Regions from separate parts of the Sparus aurata genome. Here region 1 is linked to region 2. Evidence: chromatin contacts called from public Hi-C data. All regions are on one chromosome and are shown on one strand. Each heading gives the region's core, a stretch centred on a gene start, on an enhancer-like site or on the middle of the called end of the contact. The rest is flanking DNA. Distances are from core to core; before and after follow the strand shown. Region 1 holds the start of parvb (parvin, beta). Region 2 holds the start of LOC115586573 (zinc finger protein 862-like).

The links. Hi-C and Micro-C count contacts between places; a contact is called where the count stands out from the background.
Region 1: a Hi-C map of skeletal muscle shows a contact between it and region 2, with 3 times the contacts expected there. The contact joins the promoter of parvb here to the promoter of LOC115586573 in region 2. A contact is called at or near these places in 2 of 2 Hi-C or Micro-C datasets (skeletal muscle and an unstated tissue).

What each region holds. Positions count from the first base shown.
Region 1 is chr8:17,488,335-17,494,919 of fSpaAur1.1, reverse strand. It overlaps parvb (parvin, beta), which reads left to right and starts at 3,728. Exons shown (of 13, transcript XM_030425874.1): 1 at 3,728-4,083. The coding sequence starts at 3,978. It overlaps hdac10 (histone deacetylase 10), which reads left to right. Exons shown (of 20, transcript XM_030427192.1): 13 at 227-467; 14 at 635-725; 15 at 859-944; 16 at 1,622-1,678; 17 at 1,804-1,885; 18 at 2,106-2,294; 19 at 2,402-2,561; 20 at 2,656-3,374. The coding sequence ends at 2,687.
Region 2 is chr8:17,313,708-17,320,034 of fSpaAur1.1, reverse strand. It overlaps LOC115586573 (zinc finger protein 862-like), which reads left to right and starts at 1,881. Exons shown (of 7, transcript XM_030425720.1): 1 at 1,881-2,189; 2 at 2,379-2,579; 3 at 2,694-2,815; 4 at 2,929-3,095; 5 at 3,217-3,425; 6 at 3,523-4,098; 7 at 4,165-4,506. The coding sequence starts at 2,037. The coding sequence ends at 4,506. The region is part of intron 1 of shisal1b (shisa like 1b); the gene reads right to left.

The sequences.
Region 1 (6,585 bases), core at 2,479-4,978, 170 kb before region 2:
CATTTTCACATTTAAGAACCTGGAATCTGACCATTTTAACTTTTTGTTTTTCTCAAGGAATCACTCCAATTGCCCTTTTAATTAGCCCTTTTACCAACAAGATAGCTATCTAACTCATCACTCACTATCTAACTGTACGTCATGATTACTTCTGTTTTTATTATTGCAGTTTCCATTACCTTTATAATTATTTGCGTCACAAAATATGTCATCCTCTTTTCTCCAGCTGAGCTACCAAACTCTGATATCAGCACAAAGCGCATTAAATTAGCGGAAGAAGAAGAAAAGTCAGAGAAGGAAATAGAGGAGAAAAGCGTGGAAGAAAAGGTGTGGCCAGAGCCTTCAAAACGTGTCGCCCCTCCAGTCCGCACTGCAGCAATCCTACCTAATGGTGTGTCTTGTCCGGATGGATGTAAACGCTTCAGTTCATCAGAGGATCCCGACCCGGTCATAGTCAACAAACTCAGGTATGGAGCTGTGGCTGGTAGTGGTTCATTTCAGTTAACATTAATCATTGTAATTGACTTTATTTTTTAAAATTACATGGGAGGAGTTTATCATAGTTTGCTAAATTAACTCAAGATTAAATTGTCTACATTCTAGAAAAAATGTGTTTGTTTTTTTCTACTTTAAGGGAGAGTTTCCTCAAAGATGCAGATGAGAGTGATGCTCTCACAACCCTCTCCAGTCTTATTGCCCTCATGGAGCAAATGGAGAAGAATGAGGTATGCTCAGGATATCATCTGTGTCTTGTCTTTTCCAATGCTGTGCCGAGGGCTGTCGCAAATACAGTTTTGCTTTGCTTCAACCTACATGAGCTGCAAGCTTATTTCATTCCACTTAATTACTGCCTCTCAGATCTGCAATGGCTTAGCGCTGGTCCGTGACGTCTCCATGGCGATGGACTGTGTTGTCCAGCAGGCTGCAGCTGCTCTCTGCAAACGGTATAGCAATACGTACAGTGACTGTGTGTTTTGTTATTATTGATTTAAAAAGTGATGTAGTGTAGAATCCTTACATGGAAACATCTATCCTTAAAGGAACACTTTGACATTTGTTTACTTACTGAGAGTTCGTACTTCTAAAAGCTCATTAACGTTGAATCTTTTTTCGATTTTTATTGTGTTAAAAACCCATAGTGTAAAAATGAAACTCAGTGGGTTTAGGGGTGATATATGTGTGGGACTATTTCTTGTCAGGGAGTCAGGACTTCCTCTGTGCTGCTTTTTGCTAACCAGTACACCCCTGTATATAAACGAGATACGTGTTAATTAGTGGGTTTATAAAGATGCTAGTGAGCGTGTATTGTGTTTCTGGTCAGTTTATTGTTTGTTTTTCTTATTTGTGGAACCGCTAAACTTTCACTTTTACCACAATTTTGGCACCTTACTGCAACATTTATAATAAATCTCCCTCAGAATTGGTGATGACAGCGTCCAGAGATTTAAAGTATTAGGCTATTTAGAGGTTGACACTTTATTTGAAGCCGACTTCAGATAAAATATCTGTGTGTTTGACTGGAAAAGGTCATTTGCTCATCTCTAGTTTACATGATTATTCTTATTTTACTGTCCAGAGTATAGTCTGATTTGATGTCACCTTCTCCTAATGCCTAATGCAGGATTTTGGTTGTGTGTGTTGGAGACGTGGTGGTCCCGTGTCCGAGCAAAGAAGACGGGTGATTATCAGTCATAAATTATACTCCCCGAATAAGCCTTTTTGGTAAAACTTGGAAAATGAATGAGCACATTTGTCTGCAACAAATGGGAAACAACATGATGACATAAATCTTTCCATCTGTAGGACAACACTCCTGGTACAGTTCAGCAACAAAGCGTTGGTGGAACAGCAAAGAAAATATTACGTTCCTGTGTGTCTCAAGAAGGTACGTTGTGTTACACTTGTCGAAGCGGTACAACAGTAGCTAATATTAGTTTAGAAATGGAGTTTGCTGACGTAAACTAATGACACTTTCAGCACAACACAGAAGTTCTGCAGACCCCCGTTAACATATTGAAGTGTGTTTCATGTGCAGTGCGTGTGTGTGTTTAGTTAAAAAGACAGATGTGAACACATCCCACGTGCGTTTGTTTGTCCTCCCACAGGGCTGCAGTGATGTTTCAGGGTTCATTCAGGCCGTGTTGGGCCTCCTTCTGCCTCTGGGGTATGAGTATGACCCCAGTCTGGTTCTGTTGGTTCGGGCCCCAGAGAGTGGACTGAGTGACAGTGTGTGGCAACAACTAACAGGGCTGCTGCAGGGCCTGGCACAGGGACACACACTGGTGCTCATGCAGGTATGAAGGCTGGGGCAGTTTTAATAAAAGTACAGAAAATAGTACCCTGTTTCTTTATAGTGTGGAAGTACAGGTGGCTATAATGGTCAGTAATTTTGTGTTTTCAGGAGGGTGAGAAGGCTTGTGTGGCCCCCACAACCTCCTCTCTCCTCGGGGACGCTGCCCCCTGTCTGGGGCAGCTTCACACTTCTGTACCAGAGGATGTGGAGATGCTGGAGAGGCTCAGACAAACACTGCAGGTGGACTGGAAGTTGCTGCAGACTACAGGTGAATTCACAACAGCAACGTCACATAATAAGATTAATACACATAATCTGACTGCTTGTACTATAGTAATAGGAATTTCTGTCTCCTAAAACAGCACCACAGACTGGCGGAGGTGAGGAGCGCTGAAGATGGTCCTGCTTGTTTTTGTAAAGAGATCAGTTGAAGCACATCCATCAAATGTCTTTATAACATTTTGTAATATTTTACAGGTTTTATTGTCCAAACAAAAACATTGTGCCTGAAAATAAACTGTATTTTTTAAATATGTATAATCTGTATGAATCAAAATATTTTGAACCCAATTATTCATTGTCAAAGTGATTTATACCATTTTTTGATAAAGATTTATTTACATTATTAATGTCTGTGTATGTTATTAATTATGATGAGATGAGAAACACAAATGATGTCTTTTTCGTGCTACTGATAACTGTGCAAATTTATTTCAAGTCTTTGTCATCAAAAGATTGTATTTTTCTCATTTATATGTTGTTTTTTTATGTTTGTAATTTTGAATTTTTTTAACAAGAGACTAGGCTTATCCACTAATCATCAAGATCGGTCAATAAGACATTTAAATAGTGTCTGTCCTAAATATGTCAATTATTTTCTTGTTATACTGTTATTCTCAAAAAAGGAGTACTCAAATTCTGACACATCTTGAGTGCAGGATTTCTGCTTGTACTTTTGTGTTTATATTTCACTTTTTACATAAGCAAAAAGGGTTCTGAACGAGCTATTGGAGGATTTTCATCTTAATTTCTTGTATGGGATGTCATTTTTGTCAATATTAAATAATGAGTATGAAAGATATGATGCTTATGAAATTAATTCTGACATAAATAAATGTAGCAAGAAATATATAGTGCGTGTAAATATACACATGAGGCAACATCTTTCAAATAAACAGGCTAGGTTTTTTTAATAAAATGTTTTATAAGGACAACTTTTATTTATTTTAGGAGACTTGTCATTCCAAAGGTTATAATGCCAGATTTATTCATTTCGGGATGTATTTCATAGGCAGATTTTTTTTTTTATTAATTCATTCATTTGATTTCATATCGACTAAAATGGTGTTACACAGAGCTTTGGGAATACGATCAGTGGGGGTCTGTAAACGCATCATGCCTTTGGGGGGCGCTGTGGGGTGACCCGACAGTAAACACTGAAGCAGATGAAGCTGTTGACTCACATGGACCTGTGTGTGTGAGTCAGTCGGTCCGTCTGAATGCCCGACCTGCTCTGCTCCTTCCTCCTCCACTCTGCTGTGTGCCTGTGAATGTGTTAGTTCGGTGTTTTCTCGCTGTGATTGGATCGTACATCGGTGCCTGAATGCATCACGGGGAGGAGTGACAGTATTAACGGTCGCTAGAGAGAGAGAGAGTGAACACGCAAACGCATCACGTCTGAAAGATGTCTGGGACCTCTGCGACCACGCAGTCCGCTAAGATGAAGAAGGACGAGTCTTTCCTCGGGAAATTAGGAGGAACCCTGGCGCGGAAGAAAAAGGCAAAAGAAGGTGAGTGTTGTGTTTCGTTGTTATGATAAATCTGAGATAAAAAAAAAGGCCACTGTTTGCTCCCCTGTGCTGTGTTTCTGTCCATGGTGCTGCAATCACATGATGCACTATTAAAATATTCTCCTCTGGGACATCACCAGCACTTTCATCATGAGCTGTACACATGATTCACAACCCACAGTCATAGTGTGTCACCAGGTTTGTCTTCAGCTTATGGCTGCGTCTAACACTCTAACATAGGTTTCTTATTAGGAGTCCAATTGAAGGTGTCCTCATTAAGATATGTTGAGCTCTAGTGTTCATTCTGTGTGGTTTAAGGGTAAGAAACACTTGTAAGAAAGAGAGAGAGAGAGAGAGAGGAGACAAAGCCTCTTAGTGACTGCACAGGCATTTAACATGAGGTAATAAACATAAATAGATCATACAGTCAGTGACCGGTGACAGGAATGCAAGGTTATTAAGATAAAGCTCTAAGGGGATTTTCGTCTCTCTCCGTATTTTTGGAGATCAAATCCAAAACTTCTTTATAGTTTTTCTCCTGACCCAGTTTTCCAGTTGTTGCCCAAACTATTTCTGCCCTCCCACAGGCCAGACACTGTGTGGTAAAACAGACAGCTGCAAGGTTTAACGCCTCACTGTTTGTCTGTGTCTGAGTGTGTGTGTGTCTGTTTGTGTACCCACAGACATGTGTTTGTAATCTCCATTAAAGGAGGTCCGCTAGCAGGAGGACAGAGACATATTAATTGTTCAGGAGCCGCATTAAATTCCACACATCTCTGGGTAATCAAACTGTTAAAAATGTTAGTTTTAGCCTTTTAAAACTGGTGGGAAAAAATCATTGCCGTCAAATATTGTTAAAACTGAACATTTCCGGCTGATTTTAAAGGCTCACTTAAGTCCATTTATGTTACATTGGTGGATTGTTGTGGACAAACTACGTCCCAATGCCTGAGGAAAGGAAGAAGCAGTGGAGACTTCTGTATTTCATGCCAGATGGCAGCAAGGTGAACAGATTGTGGCTGTTGTGGGTGTCGTCTTTTAGTATCCTTTGGGCTCTGTGCAGACATCTCACTTCACAGATGTCACTGATGTTCTGTAGATTGGTACCGGTGATGCTCTGGGTGATTTAAATCACTCTCTGTAGAGCCTTCCTGTACTGGAGCATGCTCAAACCATTCGCGTTTGTGATGTTTCCAGTCAGGATGCTTTCTATTGCTCCTCTCTAAAAGTTAGAAGTAGAGCCTATTCTGTAGCACACGTTTTCTTTTCTTTTCTTTTACCAGGATGGTGACGTGTGAAGAAAATAATGATCAGTTGCAGCCATATTATTCATAAGAACAAGACTGCAGCAAGAATGGAGCGCGATTTTTCAGCCTTAAAGCTGCAGTTTGTAAGAATGTCGGTTGAAACCGTGAAAAAATTAAGTTGCCCATCCTTTTCTATAACACCACTCACAGCACGCAGTCCAGACTGCTAACTGCATGGCTAACTGAGCTAATTGCCTACCAGCAGCAACAGTCACATAGCAGGAGTAAACGGATTCTCTAGTGTTGTTCTGCCCCCTATTTGTTTGGAGATTGAATTCAAGAGGTGGTCGTTTCTTACATCGTGCACCTTTAAGGGGTTTCAAACAGAGAAACCCACAGACAGTTCAGCCCAGTGAGTTAATTAGATGATGACTGAGAGGTGGAGCCCTCGTGTAACGAGGTAATGAGAATAATTGTCTTCCTGCTTAATCTTGTGCCTGAAGCTTCACTCTGTCCCGTGAAGCAGATTTGCTGTTTGTTAACGTAACTTGGTGCAGAACTTCTCAAAACAAATATCACAAGTCTCATGGGCCTGAAACATGGATTTTGCTGGTTCTATTTGTCAGTATTATGGTTAGTTGAGTATATGTGAGCTTTTGGACAAAACAAGCACTTTTCAAATGTTACTAAGGGGATTTTTTCCCCACAGTGTATTCTTGATTTTGCAAACAAAACATTGATTTGAGAAAATAATCAGCAGGTCAGTCATTAATGAAAATAATCATCGGTTGCAACTCTAAAGTTTTAAGCATATTTTTTCTTAGATTTTTTTTTTACCCATATCATTAATTACATGATAACACAAATTCTTCTTTTATTAGTGAAACTTTCACTTACAGAAAAAAGTTATTTATAATTTATAAATTTTGTCAACATATGTCTGTAGGTCAGTACTGGAGGCGATGGATTCTGCAGCATGGGAACTCTGCAGTGCCCCCGTGTGGGGGGCAGTGCCCCCGTGTGGTCAAAGTGGGTTAAACCTCACATGATGCACAAGTTGTTTTAAATGTCGAAGAACTTTGTGATTTTAGAATTAGAAATCAGTATAAGAGGAGAGTATATGAGGTGCAGTCTTGCTAATGGAGCACAGCATGTGGCCTCACATGGCTGCTGTTGTGGTTTCTGTTACTTTTGGGTGTGGTGTCGTATCCTCTTTAAGAGGAACACCCAAGAGAGACGAGTCTTCACTGGAAAA
Region 2 (6,327 bases), core at 632-3,131:
TTTTTTTATCAAGCTTGTAAACAAATTGAACTAGATCTTTTTCACTGACCAGACACTGGGAAAATTCCCCCAATTCAATTATTCTGTTTATGTACAGTTATTTTCCTGATGTTTTTGTGTAATATGTAATATCATATATCTGTGTTTATTTGTTTCCTATGTAAATAACACCCCATTGAATTGCATTTATATATTTTTTCATTATATTTGGTAACATTTGTGCATTGCATCGTGTTTTGTAGGTCACAGTCTGAAGACAGTGACGTGGATGGGGAGCCTCAAAGTGAGTCAGTCAGACGCCCAACCCCCTCTCCTGCTGAAGGCGGTCGTCAGAAGCACCAACGATCCTCTTCTACATCCACCAGTACCTGTACCAGCAGTGTCAGAGGGGGTCAATGACGCAGAAAGAGTTCCGTCAGGCCCTTATTTAGGAGCTTGCGGACCAAGGACCTGCATCAACATCCCAGCCATCCACCTCATTTATCACTGCACCCCCCAAACCCAGCAGCATCCCACAAGCTGCATTATTTCACAGAGGGACAAAATGTGGCTAAGCGGGATGCAGGCAGTGACGGCAGACGGCTCTGCACACTCTGCCACAAAAAGACACCAGTTGGCTGTTCAACGTGTGATGTTCCCTTGTGTTTTGTTGCCACAAGAGACTGTTTCGATGAGTGGCACACACAAAATTGAATGTAGAATGGCCCAAAATGTCCACTGCGCATCACAGCGCATTTTTTATGTTTATATTTAAAGTACAGTTACATACGTAATTTTTGTAGACAAGTTTTCTTATACATTTTCCACTACTTTTTACTTTTATACACATTTTAGAGTTTTTGTATATTGTTCATATTTAGTTCATATTCTATATTTTTTGTATATAGTTCATTCATTGTTCATATTTTGTTGATATTGCCACAGTTGTACATACAGTAATAGCAGGGTTCTCCCCAGACGGTGGAACAGCAGCGCTGCGCCGCTCTACTGCTGCTTCAGCGCCGCTGTACTCGTGCCTGTCTCTCTGCAGGCCCGCATGTCACTTTCCCATTGTTCCCCATGAAGTCTCGCTGAGTGGCCTCATCTCGCGATGTTTTACCGCGAGACTTGCCTCTTATTGGGCGGATATACTCTGACGCAGCGAAATCAAGCACTCTTATTGGTGGAATTCCGACTGCATGCAAACGTTTAAAGGGATATTTTCGCGGGGAATTTTCACATACACTTCCTGTTTATATCGAGACGAAGCATGACAAAACGCAAGCGTGACAAGCCCGATGATCAGAGGACGATCTCTGCGTTTTTTGGTGCGTCTTTGGCGGTGACCAGCCCCCGTGTAGCCGAGGAGGAGCGGCCAGAAAAAAGCCTGCGAGGCGCTGCAGTCGACGGTCCGTCTGGGGAGCAGGGTGCTCCAGCGCCGAGCGACACGGAGGCAGAGACCGGCACACAACCAGCTAGCAACAATGCTGCAGCCCCCGTGACAGTGAAGAGGGAAGCGTTCATGAAGAAAATGGCGAAAAGACAAAAGAACTTTTTGAGGTACAGAGACAAACTTACATTCTTTGAAATTTTTGTACTAGACTAGAAAGGACATCAAATTAGCCACTACCAGGCTTGCATGTTTTTTCAGGGGAGTAAAGCTAAACCTTTTGTTTTTCAATTTTTTTAAATAATACTGAGGGGTGTCAAAATCTGAACCACAAGGACAAGGTGACAATTTCCATTTTTGAAGTAAATGCCCCTAGCTTAATGATATTGTTACTTGGGAATTCAAACTTTTCCAATTAAAATTATGCAGGGATGATGTGTGAAAAAGTCTGGACTTTCACTAATCAACAATTCAGCATAGAGTCAGGCCAGAAACAGTACTAAAATATTTTTATTTTTCTGTTGGAACTTCAAAACACAAGACTGGATGGGACCCCAAGTGGACTAAGTACAAGTGGTTGGTGCCTGTTCAAGATGAAGATGGCAACATCATCGGGTTGCTGTGTTCCATTTGTCGGCGCCACAACCAAGCGCAGTGGAACGGCCAGATGTATTGGGCGAAGGATCCAGTGGCATGCCTGAGGACTGACACCATCACCAGGCATGCCCCTTCGTTCCAACACAAACAGGCTGTATGGAAAGAAAATGTCCGCCTGTTTTCGGAGAGAAATGGGGGCATTGCCCAGGCATTTCAATGTGAGGTAAGAATACAACATTTTTATGACTATAATCAATATGATCCTATAATTTATTATAACATGCGCAACAGCAGCAGTACTTTCTTCGTGCGCAGTACCATGTCCTTGTCTGTACTAGACTGACTGACTATATGTACAACAGGTGTCTAGCTTGCTGATCATCTCCTGTTCTTGTCTCCTGTGTTTCTAAAGGTTTCCCTCCAAAGAGAAGCTCTCACCAAGGCGATGAAGACGCTGTACTTCCTGGCTAAGGAAGAGATGGCGCACACGACCAAGTTTTCATCGCTCGTGGACTTCGCTAGAGACCACCTGGGATGTGATGTCTTTTCACATCTATCCCAGGGTGAAAATGCGACGTACACGAGTGAGCGCATCCTACAGGAGCTCCTACAGGTGTGGAACTGATCTTTGAAGTTTTTACATACCTTTGAGTGGATTTTAAAACTATCTTGCTTTTTGATCAACATTAACACAATGTACTTCCTCACCACAAACAAACTTAAACAGGTGATGGCAGACCAGCTACAGGCGGAACACAGCAGGTTACTTGCAGGCTCCACCTACTTCGGTCTGCAGGTGGACGAGACGACAGACATTACAACAACGAAAGAATTGGTGCTGCTCACACGGTAAGTCTTAGGTTTTTATGTTGACTAACATTCAGTAAACGATGTAAGCCTACCAATGTAGATTGAAACTAGCTGCCAAAAATGTTTGCTTTATTGTGATGCTTTTTTTCCAGGTTGATCACAGGAGGGGAAGTCATCAACCGTTTTGCTGGGATGGTGGAGGTGGATGACGGCAAAGCCAACACCATCAGTTCTGCCATCCTGGCCTGGATACAGAAGAAGGGCCTGGATGTGCAAAAACTGATGGGGCTTGGCAGTGATGGCGCGCCTGTGATGACAGGTGGGTAGCAGTTAATTTCAAATGAGTGAGTTATTGTAAAGTATTCATTGTATATAAAGTTGTCATTTAATTTCTCATGGCACATGAAAAGTACTCACAATTTACCTTCAATGTCTTCCAGGAAAGAGGAATGGAGTGGCAACACTTCTCAAGGGCCAGAGCAAGCATCTAGTTGCCATCCATTGCATTGCGCATAGGCTGGCACTAGCAGCTGGCCAGGCTGGAGAAGCTGTTGCTTACTTCCGAAACAAGTTCAAGCAAAATCTCGGGGAGCTGTTTCGGTTCTATGACAACTCAGCATGTAGGATGTCCCGCCTACACCAGATCCAGGTAGTCTGTACAAACCAAGTCCTACTAATGACATTAACTTACTAACTTGAAAAATGAAGTTGCATTAAACACTGACTGAATTGTTTTACAACTTCAGGACATGCTGGACATCATCAGAACAACGATGAAGAACGCTGTGGATACCAGATGGCTCAGCCACGACGAGGCATGCAAGGCTCTTCATAAGAGCCTGCCCGTCGTGCTGCTTAGCCTGGACCACGAGGCCAAGGACAACGTGACAGCATTTGGACTCCTGGCGTGGCTGAAGGACTATCGGACTCTGGCCACCCTCTATCTCCTTTGTGACCTGCTGCCACATTTGTCTGCACTTTCGCGGTGTTTCCAGCATGCAAAGATTAATTTACTGCAGATACACAGCAATGTGCAGACAACTGTGGCCCTGGTGAGGACGATGAGGGAGGGCATGAACGGTAGTAGGCTCTCAAAGCTGGAGCAGGATCTGTTAGCAGGTGGCCGTCTGGCGGAGTTCTCCATCTCCATGTCCCCTGAGCTGAAGCTCAAGTGGCAGAAGGAGGTGAGGGAACCCTTCATCGACCGCCTGCTGCAGAACCTGCAGGACCGTTTTGACTCCACCCAGCTGCTGTCCAGCTTTGCTATCCTGGACTCATCCCTGATGCCACAGCCCATGCCCGAGGACTATGGCTCTGCCGAGGTTGAGTGCATTGTGGCACATTATGGTGGCGATGTCGGGGGGATTGTTGAACCTGATGCTGTCTAGGATGAGTGGTACAGTCTGCGTGAGTACATCAGGCAGAATAACGGCTTGTCTCAGGAGCAGCTGGTGAAACTCCTCCTGACAGAAGACACCATGGCAGAGCTGTATCCCAGCATGAGACTGCTGGCATCGGTGCTGATGGTCATCCCAGTCAGCACTGCTGACAGCGAAGGGGCCTTCAGCACGCTGAAGAGGGTCAAGGCCAGACTGCGCAGCAGGATGACCAATAAGACTCTGAATGCACTACTGACCATCAGCATAGATGGTCCAAGTGTCAATGATTTTGATTTTGACAGGGCAGTTTCAGCCTGGGGGGCAATGAGGAACAGAAGGATTTCTGTGTAGGAAACATGTTTCATTTGCTAATTGTTTCTAAACTGTACATTTCATTTTCAGCACTTTTATTTTTCATTTTCGTTATACCTCTCATGTACACAATTGGTAAGCAGTCACAAGTTCATGTCATACTACTTTCATTTTGTATGATGATGTAGACTGTATAATGTTGACTGTATATAGTAAATAACATTCTATTCTATCATAAGAAGAAGTTGGTGTTATACATTTTCTTCGATGAACATGACGGGGGGGGGGGGGGGGATAGTATACCTGAATAGTATACTGAAAGATAATAAAATCCTTGTTTGAAATTCAGTTCAGTATAGTCTGTCATTTTTGTATAATGGTTACTATTCTGTAGTGTCTTGTCACATGTCAATATCTCAATATGGCCACCTAGAAGCATGTGGAAACCCCTCCAACCGCCCATCAATTGAATGTGTGAAAAAATTATGTTTTGAATCATGGAGAAAAGGTTTTATAGTCACCAAAATGCTACAGTAATGTTTCCAGTGTCACAGAAGTGAGTAAAAGCATTTGGCACAATTTGGCCATTCGGAGACGTTTTGGAAAGGTTCGTGGACGTCAGTGACACCACAAACTAAAAACTCCATAACTCCCATAAGGTTAGGCCTAGAAGTCTAAAATTTCATCCAGGTGTAGTTGACAAGATGTAGAATGTATGTGATATATGCACTTTCGTTCAGAAGAAGGCAATTTGTTCCCTTGGAATATGGCAGCTTTTTTGTTAAGTTATCCTATCCATATTCCAGACTGTATAAGTTTCCATTTTTCATTAAATAAATTTGATGGAAGTACATATCTTGTTTACTTGAAGATTACTTACATTAAATCCAGGGCTTGACTGTTTTCAGTGTTTTCCACCAATAGAGGGGGCTCTCTTGCAAGTGGAGCTTTCCATGGTCAAAGTTAGGTAGGTCAAAGTGCAAATGTTTACATAGTCATAAAATAAACTATTTTGTGGCTTTGAAAAATACAAGTCAAATGTTCAAAAAACCTCTTTATCTACTTAATGAGTGTAGTTTTAGATTTATTAACAAATGTAGCCACAGATGAAGAAAAAATCAATCTTGTATGGAAAAAAGCATAAAAATCGCAATAATCGAAGAATCGTGGCACCAATAATCGAATCGAATCGACAATTGTTATAATCGAAGAATTGAAGCTCCCATAATCAAAATCGAATCGAATCGTGAGGTACCCTTGTTGGAACACCCCTAATTATCAGCCAATCAGAAGTGAAATGGGGCGGGTCTTGGAAATATGTGCTGAATTGATACCCGTGCAGAGATGTCATGTAGGGGATTAGGATGGAGAGTAAATTCATGAAGCCTGGGGAGGATGCCCACCAAATTGATAACGGATTAACAAATAAATAGCGCTGGGCGTGGATAGAAGAAATAGGTAAAGACGGTAAGACTTTTGGTAGCTTGTGCAAGAAGTTAAGAGCAGCAGGCGCTTGCCCCTGCGCTTTGTGCTTGAGAAAGCTAATCTACGCAGCTAGCAGTAAAAAAGTGCTGCCACGTCACAAATCAGACCCCACTCATAGAGCAGCTGTTTGCACTCTCCAACACACAACAAGATTACCGGGAGCAACAACCACAGCTGACGTACCGGCATCAATGGCTGACCGCGTGTGTGAAAATACGACTTGAAAATACGCGTGTGCATGTTCATCACAGAACAAAATTGCTCTGACAAAACTGTCAATTGAGTAAAAACTTTACACAGGAAAGTAATTATAGCAATGCCTCAGTACTTATGCTGGAATTGAAAGATGTCCATGTCTTCCAGTAAGATTTAAAA